Linked DNA regions of Sus scrofa: regions 1 and 3 are each linked to region 2. A link is a contact called in public HiChIP or PLAC-seq data. All regions are on one chromosome and are shown on one strand. The core of a region is the stretch at or near the end of the contact, and the rest is flanking DNA. Distances in the headings are between cores, read along the strand shown.

The links. HiChIP or PLAC-seq counts read pairs in DNA pulled down with a chosen protein or histone mark.
Region 1: a contact with region 2 is called in an H3K27ac HiChIP or PLAC-seq map of skeletal muscle. The contact joins two enhancer-like sites. A contact is called at or near these places in 5 of 47 Hi-C or Micro-C datasets (embryonic fibroblasts, fetal heart ventricle, heart right ventricle and 1 more) and 1 of 2 datasets of contacts at active chromatin or transcription factors (skeletal muscle).
Region 3: a contact with region 2 is called in an H3K27ac HiChIP or PLAC-seq map of skeletal muscle, with 4 times the contacts expected there. The contact joins two enhancer-like sites. A contact is called at or near these places in 1 of 47 Hi-C or Micro-C datasets (embryonic fibroblasts) and 2 of 2 datasets of contacts at active chromatin or transcription factors (alveolar macrophages and skeletal muscle).

The regions. Positions count from the first base shown.
Region 1 is chr10:65,728,003-65,732,424 of Sscrofa11.1, forward strand. No RefSeq gene overlaps it. Among named protein-coding and RNA genes, the nearest start is that of AKR1E2, 37 kb to the left of the region's middle. Within about 2 kb of position 2,084, at least 10 of the 83 cell types and tissues checked have an H3K27ac peak or open chromatin away from gene starts, as enhancers often do. A contact at or near this core is called in skeletal muscle, where this site is marked.
Region 2 is chr10:65,959,817-65,964,242 of Sscrofa11.1, forward strand. No RefSeq gene overlaps it. Among named protein-coding and RNA genes, the nearest start is that of AKR1E2, 270 kb to the left of the region's middle. Within about 2 kb of position 1,810, at least 6 of the 83 cell types and tissues checked have an H3K27ac peak or open chromatin away from gene starts, as enhancers often do. A contact at or near this core is called in skeletal muscle, where this site is marked.
Region 3 is chr10:66,190,370-66,195,295 of Sscrofa11.1, forward strand. No RefSeq gene overlaps it. Among named protein-coding and RNA genes, the nearest start is that of KLF6, 300 kb to the right of the region's middle. Within about 2 kb of position 3,377, at least 13 of the 83 cell types and tissues checked have an H3K27ac peak or open chromatin away from gene starts, as enhancers often do. A contact at or near this core is called in skeletal muscle, where this site is marked.

The DNA of each region.
Region 1 (4,422 bases), core at 834-3,333, 230 kb before region 2:
GTTTAGGGCATTAGCCTGGCAAGGCAATGAAGCTACTCATTCCTCCTTTGCCCCAAGCTCTGTCTCTCTGTTTCTATTAGGCAGCGGTGGCCAGAGGCCGAGTTCCAGCCGCGGTCCTGCCCAAGGCTTCCAGGAGACTGGCCGCCTCTCCTGCAAGTGAGAGCTGGAAAATGGCTCTGTGCACCTGCATGGACATCAAGAGCATGTCCTTATCCGGCCACTGCCCTGGGGGTGCAGAGCCCATGGGACCCGGGAGGGAGGAGAAGTGGGAAGAAGGTGCCGACGTGCAGTCCCTGGCCAGCCGAGAGCCGGGAGCAGGCGGGACCCAAAACAGAGAGGAGAGAGGACTTCTTTTTTTTTCTTTTGATGGACTGGAGGAAGGTTTTTTAAGTTTATTTTTAGTTTGACATGTTCTTTTTTGTTTTATTATTATTATTTTATTAAAGTATAGTTGATTTACAATGTTTCATCAAGTTCTGTTGTACAGCAAAGTGACCCAATCACACACATTTCCCTGTTCTGTACGTTAGGGACCCACAGCCCATTCCTTCCAAATATAAGTTTTCATCCAACCCCCCCCCCCAAATGCCCATGCATCCCACTCCCTCCCCTTCTCCCCTTGGGAACCCCAAGTCTGCTCTTCTTGGCCATGATCTGTTTCTGTTTTTTGTGTTTGTTTTTTTGTTTTTGTTTTTTGGAGAGGATTATCTGAGCCATATTGTAGATTCCACAAACAAGCGATACCATATGGTATTTGTCTTTCTCTTTCTGACTTCACTTAGAATGAGTCTCTAGATCCATCCATGTTGCTGAAGATGGCATTTGTTTGTCTTTTTTATGACTGAGTAATATTCCACCATGTATATGTACTGCATGTTCTTAATCTACTCATCTGTCAATAGACATTGAGGTTGTTTCCATGTCTTGGCTATTGTGAATAGTGCTGCTATGAACACAGGGATGCGTGTATCTTTTTCAGTGAAACTTTTGTCCAGATATATGCCCAGCAGTGGAATTGCTGGATTATATGGTAGTTCTATGTTTAGTTTCCTGAGGTACCTCCATACCATTTTCTAAAAGAATTCAGTGCTCCCTGAGTGGACTCTGCCTGAGGTTTTGTGTTTTAAAAAAACGATTTATTGTTCCCCTTGTGGCTCATCAGTAAAGAACCTGACTTGTATCCATAAGGATGAGGTTCCATTCCTGGCCTCTCTCTGTGGATTAAGGATCTGGCGTTGCTGTGAGGTGTGGTGTAGGTTGCAGACATGGCTCAGATCTGGTCTTGCCGTGGCTGTGGCCTAGGCCGGCAGATGCAGCTCCTATTCGATTCCTAGCCTGGGAACTTCCATAGGCCCATATGCTATGGGTGCGGCCCTAAGAAACAAAACAAAACAAAACCCCTATTTGTTATTATATTTATTTTTAATTAAAATATGGTTGATTTACAATGTTGTACCAGTCTCTGCTGTATAGCGAAGTGGCCCAGGCATATATGTATACATACGTATATATATACATTCCCTTTCCTGTGTTATTTTCCAGCATGTTTTATCCCAAGAGTCGGGATATGGTTCCTGTCCTGTACAGTAGGACCTCATTGCTCATCCATTCTACATGTACTAGTTTTATCTGCTAACCGCAAACTCCTCCTCGCTCCCGGCTTCCCCTTGGCAACCACAAGTCTGTTCTCTTATGTAAAAGAGCACTTTTTAGAGCCGTTTTAGGTTTACAACAAAATGGAGAGGAAGGTACAAATATTTCCCATATGCCCTCGGCTTCCCAAATGCCTAGCCGCCCCCGCCATCTACATCCCCAACCAGAACTGCCTTTTCTTTTAAACCAAAGATGAGCTTACATGGACTTTTTTTTTTTTTTTAATTTACAAAGAAGAGAATAAAAACTAAGTCGATCAAAGCCTCAGGAATGAATGGCCCACGTGCACGTCACCCCTCGTTTCACGTTCCTTTCTTCTCAGTGAAAAAGCTCATTTATCAGAAGCAAAACACAACCTTAATATCCGCGTGTGGCCGGAGAATTTGTTTACATGGACCTTGTCCTACCTCCCACGTCCTGTAGATGGAGCTACATCCTCAGGCACAAGTTCCTTGTTTCCACATCTTCCAGGTTTCAGGAAAGGACATCCCTGAAAGACAGTTTTAGTGTCTGCCCTGAAGACTTTTCATTGCTTTTACCGTGGGTAGTGCTACAACGTGCAAGACTTGGTGCTAAAGAAAAAGCACGTTTTTTTTTTTTTGGTGTGTGTGGCTTTTTAGGGCTGCACCTGCGGCATATGGAGGTTCCCAGGCTGGGGTCCAATCAGAGCTGTAGCCCCTGGCCTATGCCACAGCAACGAAGGACCCAAGCTGAGACTGCGACCTACACCACAGCTCACAGGCAACACCGGATCCTTAACCCACAGAGCGAGGCCAGGGATCCAGCTGGCATCCTCTTGCCTGCTAGTTGGATTCGTTTTGGCTGAGCCACAGGAACTCCAAAACAGAACGTTTTTGAGAGGCAAGTCTTGCACCTGCTCCCCTGTCTTTGCAGGGAGCCCGTTTTAAATAACATTGGCCAACATGTTGCTGGTATTTGGTATTTCTGTGCTTTGTGAACAGTTAAACTGCAAAAGGGCCCATTATTCGGAGTCCTTTTCCACAGGTGTTTCCTGTGTCCTGGCCTCGTCCCTTGCTCCGTGTGACTGAATGACCATATATAGCCAATTGCAGTGACCTGTTGTGTTTCCCCCAGTCGGTGAGCAAACATTGCCTATCTGTGGACGGAGGGGTGCACTTTATTTCTTCCCCACGTGGTTTCCAAGGGATGTGAGAACACAATGTGTCAGGCCGACAGGAAACTCAAAAAAAGAAACAGAAAGAGAAAAGGTTTTAAAGGATCTGACTGTGTCTGTGACATGGCACCGGATCTGTTCATGGATTCCAAAACCAGGAGGAGAAACTTGGTGCTTTAAAAGGAAAAGAAAAATCCAAGCGATGTGGAAAGGACTTTGAATAGCAATATTAATCTAGAAAACATTTTTATCAAGGGAATTTGCCTATGTCTTGGATGCTTTTTAACTTACTCAACAGGGCACTGAGTGCATTTTGCTTCTTGATATAAGAAGAAAAGAACCCTTCAAGAAGTTTTTAAGATGTTTTGTTATTCTTTCCTAGTAAATCCCAAATTTGTAGGTTGAGTCGGAGGCGTCTTAAAATCCAACCAATGATTTTAATTGTAACCGAAATATCATCTTGCACGTAAGACACGGTAATCATTTAGAAGTTTGCTGACAGAGATGCTCACAGCCAAGTAAATATTTTGCTCCACATTTTTAAGTGGGCTGTTAAAAATTTTACCCCTCCAGTGTAATTTTCATTCTCTAAAGCTATAATATTTTCAATAATCAAACCTCTTTCTTTTTTTCTTTTTTTGGATTAATATGTGAATTTTCAGATTGCGTTAATTTCACGAATGGAGGAACTTTACCTTTATGTTTCAAATAGTTCTCAAAATACTGGAATAACCAATGCCATGGTTAGAATTTGGATGTATCATGTATAATGGTTTTCAGAGGTTAGAGGATTACAGGAACATACGAAGTAGTGGTTCTCAAAACAATGTCTGGGGCTGGTCCTTAAAAAAAATTAAGATAATTACATTTTCTCAAAGTTATATTTACTATTATACAGATTCCCTTGTTTTGATTTATTAGGAAGATATTCAGGGCATATTCTTTTTTACGCATTCCTCATGAGATTCCATTAAAACAAATGGCTTTCCGGTCTGTACCCCTTTCCAAGTCCGTTAGTGATTTAATATTGATTTGTGAAAGACGCTCCATTACAAAACCCTTTTCTCATTGTCTAAATTCCCTGTGTTTAGGAAGCTTTTGAGACATCCAGGAATAAGCCAATTTCCCTAATGGTAGGAGAGAATTGTATGCTGGAGACAATAAAGCCTGGTCTGTTGACTCAGGCTCGTGCACAAGTATATGATTTACTAATTAAAAAAGAAGAAAGATAATGCGAACCTTGAGGTGTATCATTTCCTGCACTGAAAAGCCAACTGCTGGCATTAGGGGTCTCTTTCCCTGAGAAGGCTGTCCACCCCGCTGTCTTGAGGATGCAGCTGGGAAACAGAGCTGATACTCCGTAGGATGGAGAAATTTAAATTGATGTTATATGCTGTGAAATTTCTGGAAAGAATCTGAACACGTAAGCCTTAGACTGGATTCCCAAATATTTAAAGAACGGCAGTTGACAGAGATTCATAAAGGCCATTGAAGACGCCATCTCTGCGTAGACAGCAAGAGCATTTTTACATTTTAAAAAAACCAGAGGCTAGCGGTGGTGGGGGAGGGAGTGGGGAGACAGCGGCTGAAGGGTACACTTTTCCAGTTGAAAGACAGTTAAGTTCTGGGGGGTC
Region 2 (4,426 bases), core at 560-3,059:
GAGAGTCCTCTGAGCTTCAGAAAGTTTTATCTTTGGATATGGATATGGTAACAAGCTACTATTTTATCTTCACTTTGGACTTAATATGAAAAGATACCTTTATCCTGGAAGAGAAATCACACGAGCTGTACACGGGAAGGACACTGGGCTGGTGCGCGGGAAGCCCAGAGCTTTGCCAGAACTTCAGTAAGAGAAATGCCTTCCACGGGGAATTGGCCCACGGCAGTCCTTGCTTTGAATACCCAGCTCAAAATGCAAGGCGTAAGGTCAAAGGATCAGGATGGATGATCCTGTGATTTTATGAACCAGAGGTTCTATAAATCTATTTCAATCTCTAAAGGTGCTATATTCTGACACTTTTTTTTTTTTGCATTTCTTATTTAAATGCTTTTTTAGCCTAAAAATAGTTTGACACGTCCAGGAATCCACTATTGCTTCTTAATACTGTATTAAAGTTAAAAAATAGCCTAACAAATCTAATGTACTGAGATAGTTGCTCAAGTTAAAAGCGGAAGATCTGTACCTGAGAATAAACATAGAGGACTGATCTTAGTAGAAATAGGCAGCAATATTTTAAAGAGAAGCTCTTTTTTTCTGAATCCTTTTGTTACCTTATTTTCCCCTTACCTCCTCACTTCGCTGAGTATAAAACAAAGAAAGGAAATTGGCAGCAGATTCAGTAGGATTTCAGAGCCCCAGAGGACAGAGGAAACAGGTGCTGATGCTGCAGCTGTATCCATTTGTGATGGTGCACGCCCAAGGAGATGCATGTACCTTTTCGGCGTAGAAACAGCCGTCACAGAACTATCACAGAGGTATGAGTGCCGATGCCAGACCTGCTTAGGTGCAGTTGCATTCGACCCCTCTGCTCTCTCTCTGCAAAGGTCTGGGAAGAATCACTTTCTAACACAGGGGAGGAGAGCTGTTCCTATAAACAGTGTAAATATGTTTTCTAGTTGAGAGCCTGGTGTGCCCTTCGAAATCATCCCTCATAATTGAGCAAGATGTCCTCGTACAAAGCGCTTTTAGAAATAATGCCAGACGTATTTCACGAGGGGTAGCGGAGCTCTGAAATGAATTACAGAGACTGTTAGGAGAGTGCCTGAAAACTGAGAACTCAGATCTCTAGCTCTGCTTGTCAGATCCAAACCACTTCCGACATCCGACATTTATTATTTTCCGAGTCTCCCGCTGCATGGCCATCTTTCTTCCTTATCCCCAAATATACCTAAACTTAAAACTATAGACATGTAACTGTATGTAAATATGCATATACACAAAGGTTCGATCCAGACTTTGAGATGTTGCTTTCTGCTGGATGGAGAGGATTGGAAAGACAAAATTGACGATGCTCCATGGTATGAATTTCTGCGTCACCAAGTCTAACATTTGGTCTCTTGCAGATTTTTGAGGTGGTATTATAGATACATACAAATAATCACTGAAATTCAGTTTGGCTTTGACGACGTGTCCAATCGGAGATGTTCTGTCCCCATAGAAATCCACTTTTAAGACAGAGATTTTACTACGCTCTTAAGTAGATGTTTTACTTAATCAGACGGGTTTGGATAATTATTAACATTGTTTTTCATCACAATTTTAACGAGCAATTGCTGGATGATTTGCCAAGCCCCCTCCGCCAGTCTCTGACTGAGGGCTGACCCATCTGCAGCCCACGTGGTCACATGGGTGACTCCCAGTCCTTGCATTGGCCTTGTATTTTGGCTGCAATCAGCTACTTAGACTAGGCTAGTCACAGCTCATTCCAAGGACTTTGCAGCTGGGAGTAAGAGACCTGTGCTATTTCCTTCCCACAGGCTGGATCCTTACCACGTTGGAAACTTTTGGCAGCCTTGACTTCTACCATGTGGAAGAGTGAGGCAGAGGAAGCAGCTGCAAAGAGAAAAGAGCGAAGCAGACGTACAGAGGATGTTTCGCCAAGACCTTCCTTCCAGATGGGCCTCAGAAATAACTCAGAGCATCTGCTCTTCAGGTTTCCTTTTTTTCATCTCCTAGGGTTTCATGCTGCAAATAAATACACGTTGTAAAAAACCTTGTAAGTAAAATGCCAAAAGGTTCTGTGCATAAAGAAGTATAGACTCACGAGTACAAGTGACCATTAGAAACAATCAGTAAATAATGCCTCGTCTGAAGTTATTCTCAAAAAACTCACATACATCATAATGAATGGCACAAAAACACATGTTCAGGAAAGCAAATTTATAAGCGACTAAAACATCTGAATGGCTTCAAAGGGATTCCAAATATGACATAAATACACTAACATGAGAGGGGAAGCTGGAAATGGCTCCAGGAATTTATTCTCTCAAAGCGCTAATAGCTTTAGAAAATTGAGTAACACATCCGCTAATGGGCTAAGCAATGTCTTTATCAAACAATTTTTCCTGGCTCATACTGGCTGTGAATTAGTATTCGGTGGTACGTAGGAAAGCGTGTATTTTTCATGAAAGATTTTATCATACTTCCCCCAAGCTATGGAACATTGCATGCTAAACCATAAGCCGAATCACCTATTTTAAGCATCATACTTATTTCTATTATCTACGACAGGCTATAGCGTTCCTCTGATGTTCACAACCCCTCTAAATGTATTCACATTCTTTTTGGTATCTCTCTCCCAAGGTTCATCCAAGCTTTGCATATGAAAGCTTTCCCACCAATGTTCTTGAGGAACAAGAATTACAGAGATATTATATCAAGACTTCTGTTAAATAACTTCTAACAGAATGGTCAATCCTTTTTAATCATCATTCAGCAAGTAACAAATACCTCATAAATGTCTTTCCTGTATCATACAGCTCTGACCTAGTGCCTCTCCGGACTTCATAAAATGCAAAGTCAAAAGAAAGAGATGTCATAATATCACTTTGGGTTAGTTGCCTGGGAATGACATAAACCACCTTCTCTTTTTGAATTAAAAATTTTGATAAGCAATAATTTCCACTGGTTTTGCATATCTTTTTGTTGTCTGTCCAACGAAATAACTCTAGATTATTTGTAATTTAGAAATAATTTTATTCCTTTTCTTTCTTTCTTTTTTTTTTTTTTGCTTTTTAGGGCCACACTTGTGGCATATGGAAGTTCCCAGGCTAGGGCTCAAATCAGAGCTGCAGCTGCCAGCCTAAACCACGGCCCCAGCAATTCCAGATCTGAGCCACATCTGTGACCTATACCACAGCTCACAGCAACCTACACCATAGCTCACACCAGATCCTTAACCCATTGAATGAGGCCAGGAATAAAACCCGCATCCTCTTGGGTACTAGCTGGGTTTGTTACTGTTGAGCCACAAGGGGAACTCCTAGAAATAATTTCAAATGAAAAGGTATTTGCAGGACTCAAAGAATCTTTTTTTTCCTCCTGAACCACAGTGTCTCATCCAGCTTAAACGCTTTAGTGCATATTTCTTATAAACAAGAACATTCTCCTTCACAACCAATATACATCAAAATCAGGAAATTAACATTACACGTTATCATCATCTAACCTAGAGGCCCATTCAAGTTTTGCCAACTGTTCCCATAATTTCCCCCGGGAATCTAGAAGAGCCAACTCAGATGACATCCTGCATTAAATTGCCCGATCTCTCTAGTCTCCTTCAGTCTGAAATAGCTCTCAGACTTTCCTTGTCTTTCATGACCTTGAAACTTTGGAAGATTCCAGGACAGTTGTTTTCACAGATCTCCATGAAATTCAAGACTCTGATGGAAACAAGAAAGCAAGTTACCTCTTCCATGACTGCTTTCCTTTTTCTTCCTCCAGCTTCCAAAACAAACAAACACATACATATATATGTACAATAATTTTAGATAAAAACATTGAAATTTTATCTCAATTGTCTAACAAAACAGGAAGAAAACTCACAGGTAGGTGTAGAATTAAAAGACACATTTGTACAATGGCGCTCTGGAATTGAAGACGCTTACAGAAATCACGTCAGCCCTAAAATCTGTCAGGACAGGAATATTCACCGGATCTCCCTGTGGCCAAAGAACCTCGGGTCTTGACATTCCCCTCATTGTCAAAACTGACATGAATCTAAAAACAATGAGACATGATCTGTTTCACTTACCACCCCAAATTCCTATTCTCCTCCTCTTCAAAATTGTCAGGAGACTCACAACTGCCTAAACGGCCATGGGAAGAAAAATCTGTTGTTAATTTCATTGGTTCCAGCTTCTCTACTCAGCAGGATGTATGGATCGTGCGTCCAAGTTTTAAAAGGATGTTGTCATCTTATGGCTGTGGTAAATGCTGCCATGTTTAACTGGGTGGTTTTACAAAGTATTAATGGTATAAATGAATCACATTTTGAATACCTGGAAATAACATGGGATTTTTCTGCACGTTGAAAAAAAGAAAAATCTCTTTCGAAGACAAGGATGGTTGGGAAAGATCTGATGTT
Region 3 (4,926 bases), core at 2,127-4,626, 230 kb after region 2:
TTACACATATACACTGTTTTTCTTAAATTATCCTCCATCATAAGTGACTAGATACAGTTCCCGGTGCTATACAGCAGGATCTCATTGCTCATCCATTCCAAAGGCAATAGTTTGCATCTGCGAACCCCAAATTCCCAGTCTATCCCAATACCCCCGCCCCCCGCCCTGGCTTAATGGGGGGGGTGCCCTTTCAGTAAAACACAACTATTTCCTCCCTGCTTGAGGAATTCACAGGCCATTTATACTCAGTGTTGTGGACCATCGAAAGAGCTGGAAGCAAGCGTTATTTGACCAAGTGATTTACAGTGATGTTGCAAAGATACAATATAAATAGAAAAAACAGGATAATCAATAAGGATGCAATCCCTTAGCATAAATCAGCTTTGCGCACTTAGCTTATCAATGGATGCCTAACTTCAGAGGCAAAGTAAGAAAAAGAAAAGCAAAAATCCCAGTTGAAAAACAACCAAACACCCCTTTCTAGAGCTCTAGGATGAATGAATTAAGGAAATAAACATACCTTCTTGGGCTTTAGCTAAACCAAAGCACTGTTTTCAAAAAGACTAATTCTGGTGTGGTTGACATAACATAGGAGATGTGACCTGGAATTGAAAAATACTGCTGCTTAAGCAAGATCCGTCTTCTACATGTAGCGCTGTTTATAGGCAAAAAATCCATCCTACTCTAGTTTTAAACTGGAAATCGAACCCATGATTTGCCAAACAAATTCTCAACCGCGCGGGGCTAGGTCACTGTCTAAATTGCTCACGGTTGAAGATCTTGCCGCTCGTAAGGCCCCTCTTTTTGCCTCTGACATCCGTGAGAGTATTTCACAGTCTACTCTGTTTCCCTCTCTGTTCAGTCCCTTCGGCATCACAGCAGCTCTTGAGGGCATGGCCAGATCACATCTGCTCGCGGGGTTTGGTTAAGTGAAATGACATTTTCCAAAAAGCAAATTCGGGACACAGGCCATTGTACCCGGACCTTTTGGTTTCCTCTGACTTAGCAGAGACGAGTTTTCATCCCCAGTCCCACGCTGCGTCTCTGGGACTAGAATGTGCCCCGGGCACTGGAGGGCCGGGGTGGGGGCGGGGTGTGTGTGGTGGAGACCGGGTCCCACATGTGGCCACTGCAGAAAGAGCTTCAGAGTTTATTTTTGCAGCTTTCTAGAGTTAGAGTCCTATGGTGCCGAAACAAAGAGGAAATCCTATTCTCTCCATTAAAATAAAAAAAAAAAATTCTAAAAGAACGAAACTGCAGCTCTATTTTTAGAGGAAAGATGGGCGAGACGGGCAGGTGTGCGTGGAGATGGATCGGAAGCAGGAAAGATCACCAGGGAAATTTGTAGAGATAACATTGCAAACAAACGCCCTTCGTTAACCCAGTTTTAGATTTTTTTTTCTTGGCTCAAAATCCTATCAGAAATTCAATCCCGTTTTTCTCAAAAATTACACATTCCATCCATTTGGTCCTGCAGCCTTGCTCACTCCTGGGTTGTCCCCCCCAAAGTAGCCTTTAAAGGGATACAGTTGTACACACTTGCGTATGTTGGACCGAAAAGGCAGCAATGGGGAGAACTTCTTCCACCACTGGGGAGAAAAGAGGGCGCTTTGGTGGTAGACTTGTGACCTCGTTTTGGAAGGACTGGATTGAGAAATAAAGGGCTACTAGGAAAGAAATCCGTGCGTCTTACGGGGGTTACTCTGTGTGGTGTTTGGCCTCACCGGCGTTTCAGCCTCTCTGTAAACAGTAGAATTGTGGTGTGGCGTTTTTGCCAAGGAATGCAGTCCACGTGTAATAAAATGCGCCTTTTCTTTGCTGGCTGGAGGCAAACACCTGACTTCATTTTTTTTCAAGAGGTCACTGCGAGTATTGTCTGCTGATTGAGGCTTTCGGCAGGAGTCTGACAGTTCTAGCCTGCTTCTGAAATGATTAGGCTGCAAAACGAGACACAGCAAAATACCTGCATCCAGTCAGCTCCCTAAATTATCAAGAGGCTCAGTCTGTGCTCACAAAGAAGCCACTACTGGAGTTTACTCTGCTACATGAACATGGGTTTTTGCAAAGAGACCTTCAAGGTCATGTCCTTAGGAGGCAGAGTTTCACCCCAGAAAGAGCAGGGGGTTCGGAGTTAGAAATGCTTTCTTCCCTCTGGGTCACCCGCACTTGGAAAAGCCAAACCCAGGGTCTCGGAAGCGTCGACCAGCAGCCTCTTTGCTCTTGTGTGATACGGTCGCACCGTTTTCTTCCGAGAAGAATAACTATTCCATACCCTGTTCCTTAAAAATCACTGAAAGACTTTCCTGTCTGCTTAACTAAAGTGGGTAACTTCATTCAGTCAAGAGATATTGACTGAAGTACATGTAGGATGTATACTCAGATAATATGCGAGAGAAATGATTTTGTTGTTTGCAAAACTCTCAGATCTCAACCCAGGTTCAGCTCCATGGCTGTAGTTAATACTGTCACAAGCATGGAGTTCGATTTGAAATTCGTACAGTGGAATCAGGAATTTACAACTGTTCTGCAATTCCCTACCCATGGGTCGGTGTGACAGGCGGGGAGATGACAGTACAGCGTCTGGCATGCTATATAATTTTCTTTAATTTGCCAGTTAGCTTGGGCAGTAGAGTGCTGTTTATGCATACAGAGGTGATGTGTCACAGTTCGCTTATTTAGTGGGTAAAAGAGAGCAAGAACAAGAAGAAAGCCAAGCAAATACACTAATTAAAATACTAGTTAGTATATAGTTACCTGTAATATTAATATATTAATTACATAGAAAACAATAAATCTGTATTTGCATAAGACTAAAGACCATGTGGCAAAAAAAAAAAAAAACTCAATAAGTTGCTTCCTTTTTAGTCAAAATTGTAAAGCAAAATATTTAAATTATTAGAATATTACTAAAGTGGAATAGGATGAGAATGTTGGATTTTAGGCGTTGGCTGAATTCTCAGAAACAAAATATAAATGACTCATATGGCAAAAATTCTCAAAATGAAATTATTATTGAAATGCTCGTGGTGATTCAGCACTATTTTGATTTATCCATCACTTGAAAAAGTTATTTGTCTTGATAAAGATTCTTACATCCCTTTGAGAGTGGAGTTGCACAGCCAGTCCAGGAGATAACACTGTAGCTTTTACCAAGTCTGAAAAATTCAAAAAAGAATTGAAAGAAAAAAATGGAAGCTTCTGATTCCTTCAGGAAGGTAGCAATACTTAAAACCAATTATGAGTTCATCAGAAAAAGTATCTGTAGCGTGTGGCTTTCCTGCACGTGATTAGCACTGGAAATGCAGTCCCGGCCGAGCACTGAATGGTCCCCTCTTGGCTACGCCCCTGCTCTGGGATTGTTTTCTCAGGGAAACAGGAAAGGGAGGCGATGGAGCTGAAAGCCCAGCTGGTTCTAATTCAGCACTCCCAATCGACTCTTAGGCATTGGCTCCAAAGAACGAACACCAAATTAAAATGGTACTGATTTGAGGGAACACGTGGAATGAGCCCCGCTTCCCTGTCCCCGCAGGGGTCCCCCGGTGATGTATCTGGCTCGGGTGGCCATCAAGGGAGGAGAGACTCCTGTCCACCGAACATGCCAGTTCCCCTGAGAATTAAAGTACATCTTTCATAATATCTCTTCAAACTTACACGTAACCTAGAAACTGGATGCCTTCTGTGGGTGTGACATGGAGCTGCCCTCGCCACAGCCCATGGCCTCTGGTCCAGGCCCGAGTTCCTGCAAGGCTGCCCTTGTACCTGAGATGCTCCCTAATTTTACAAGATGAACTCGCAAACGTGTCAGAGGATTGAGGTCTCTGGTTGCTCATGCCTGTCCCACTCAGGCCCTCGGACGCTGGCACCATCCATTCTCCACCATGGACCCAGGGGAGGGGGTGTGTTTCTACAGGGCAGCGTCAAAGCTGTTGGAGCCCCGCCTTATCAGTGATGTGTCTTGGCCGATGCATGGGATTCAAAGGCACATGTCCCAGCACAACATATAGAGTCTGTCTGTGTATCTGCATAGAACACAGAATATGCACGTATATGTTCTCTAGTGAATCCTCGTGGAAAACAGTCAGGATTTAAGAAAAGCAAGAAAGGAAGCATACATGATTAAAAAAAAAATAAGACAAATCTTGAGTTTCACTAGCACAAGGGTATTGCATTTCTTTAGATTCTGGTGTCTAAATCAGCAATGTAAAGGGATGTGACCTCGAGCCCTTCAGTGAATTGTGGAGTAAATGATGCTTTAAGTAATAACTGGAAAACGAACGTTTAGGCTGTATCTTGGAAGAGCATAAATGCATATGAAAGGGCAAAGACAACTGGAGCAGGATCCAATGCATACTAGCCCTCTGGGGTCAAGTTCATTCAATGTCATTTCTACACAGCAGTATTGGGACGGTTCGGTTCTGACACAGCTGTCACGGCTATCGTTGCTAAAGGCCCAAATCCACCGTGCAGGGTGGAGGACCCCAAAGAGAACCACACCCAGGAAGGTCCCGATCCAGCCAGGCTCTGGTAGAATCAGACTTCCTCAGTGCTCTTGGGTTTTACTGTAACGAGAAAATGTTTTAACATTTTTATGATTGTAAGAATAGGAGGCGTCTTGCAGAAAAATATAAGAAGAAAGAAATCAGTACAAAGATGAGAGCAGTTGCACATAGGTTTTCACCATAGCCACTGTTCACATTTAGATACAGTTCTTTCAATTTTTGTATCTATTTCCAAAAGCATATGGATATATACATGGACATGTTTTAAAGAAAATTCTGTCTCTACTATATCACAATTTGGTTTTCTACTTTATTCTTTTTTTTACTTGATAGTATATCATCATTTTTCCATGTTAAGTTAGTTTCAAATAATGGCTATACAACATACCGTTGTTTGATTATTATTACATTCTAAATTCCTCAATAA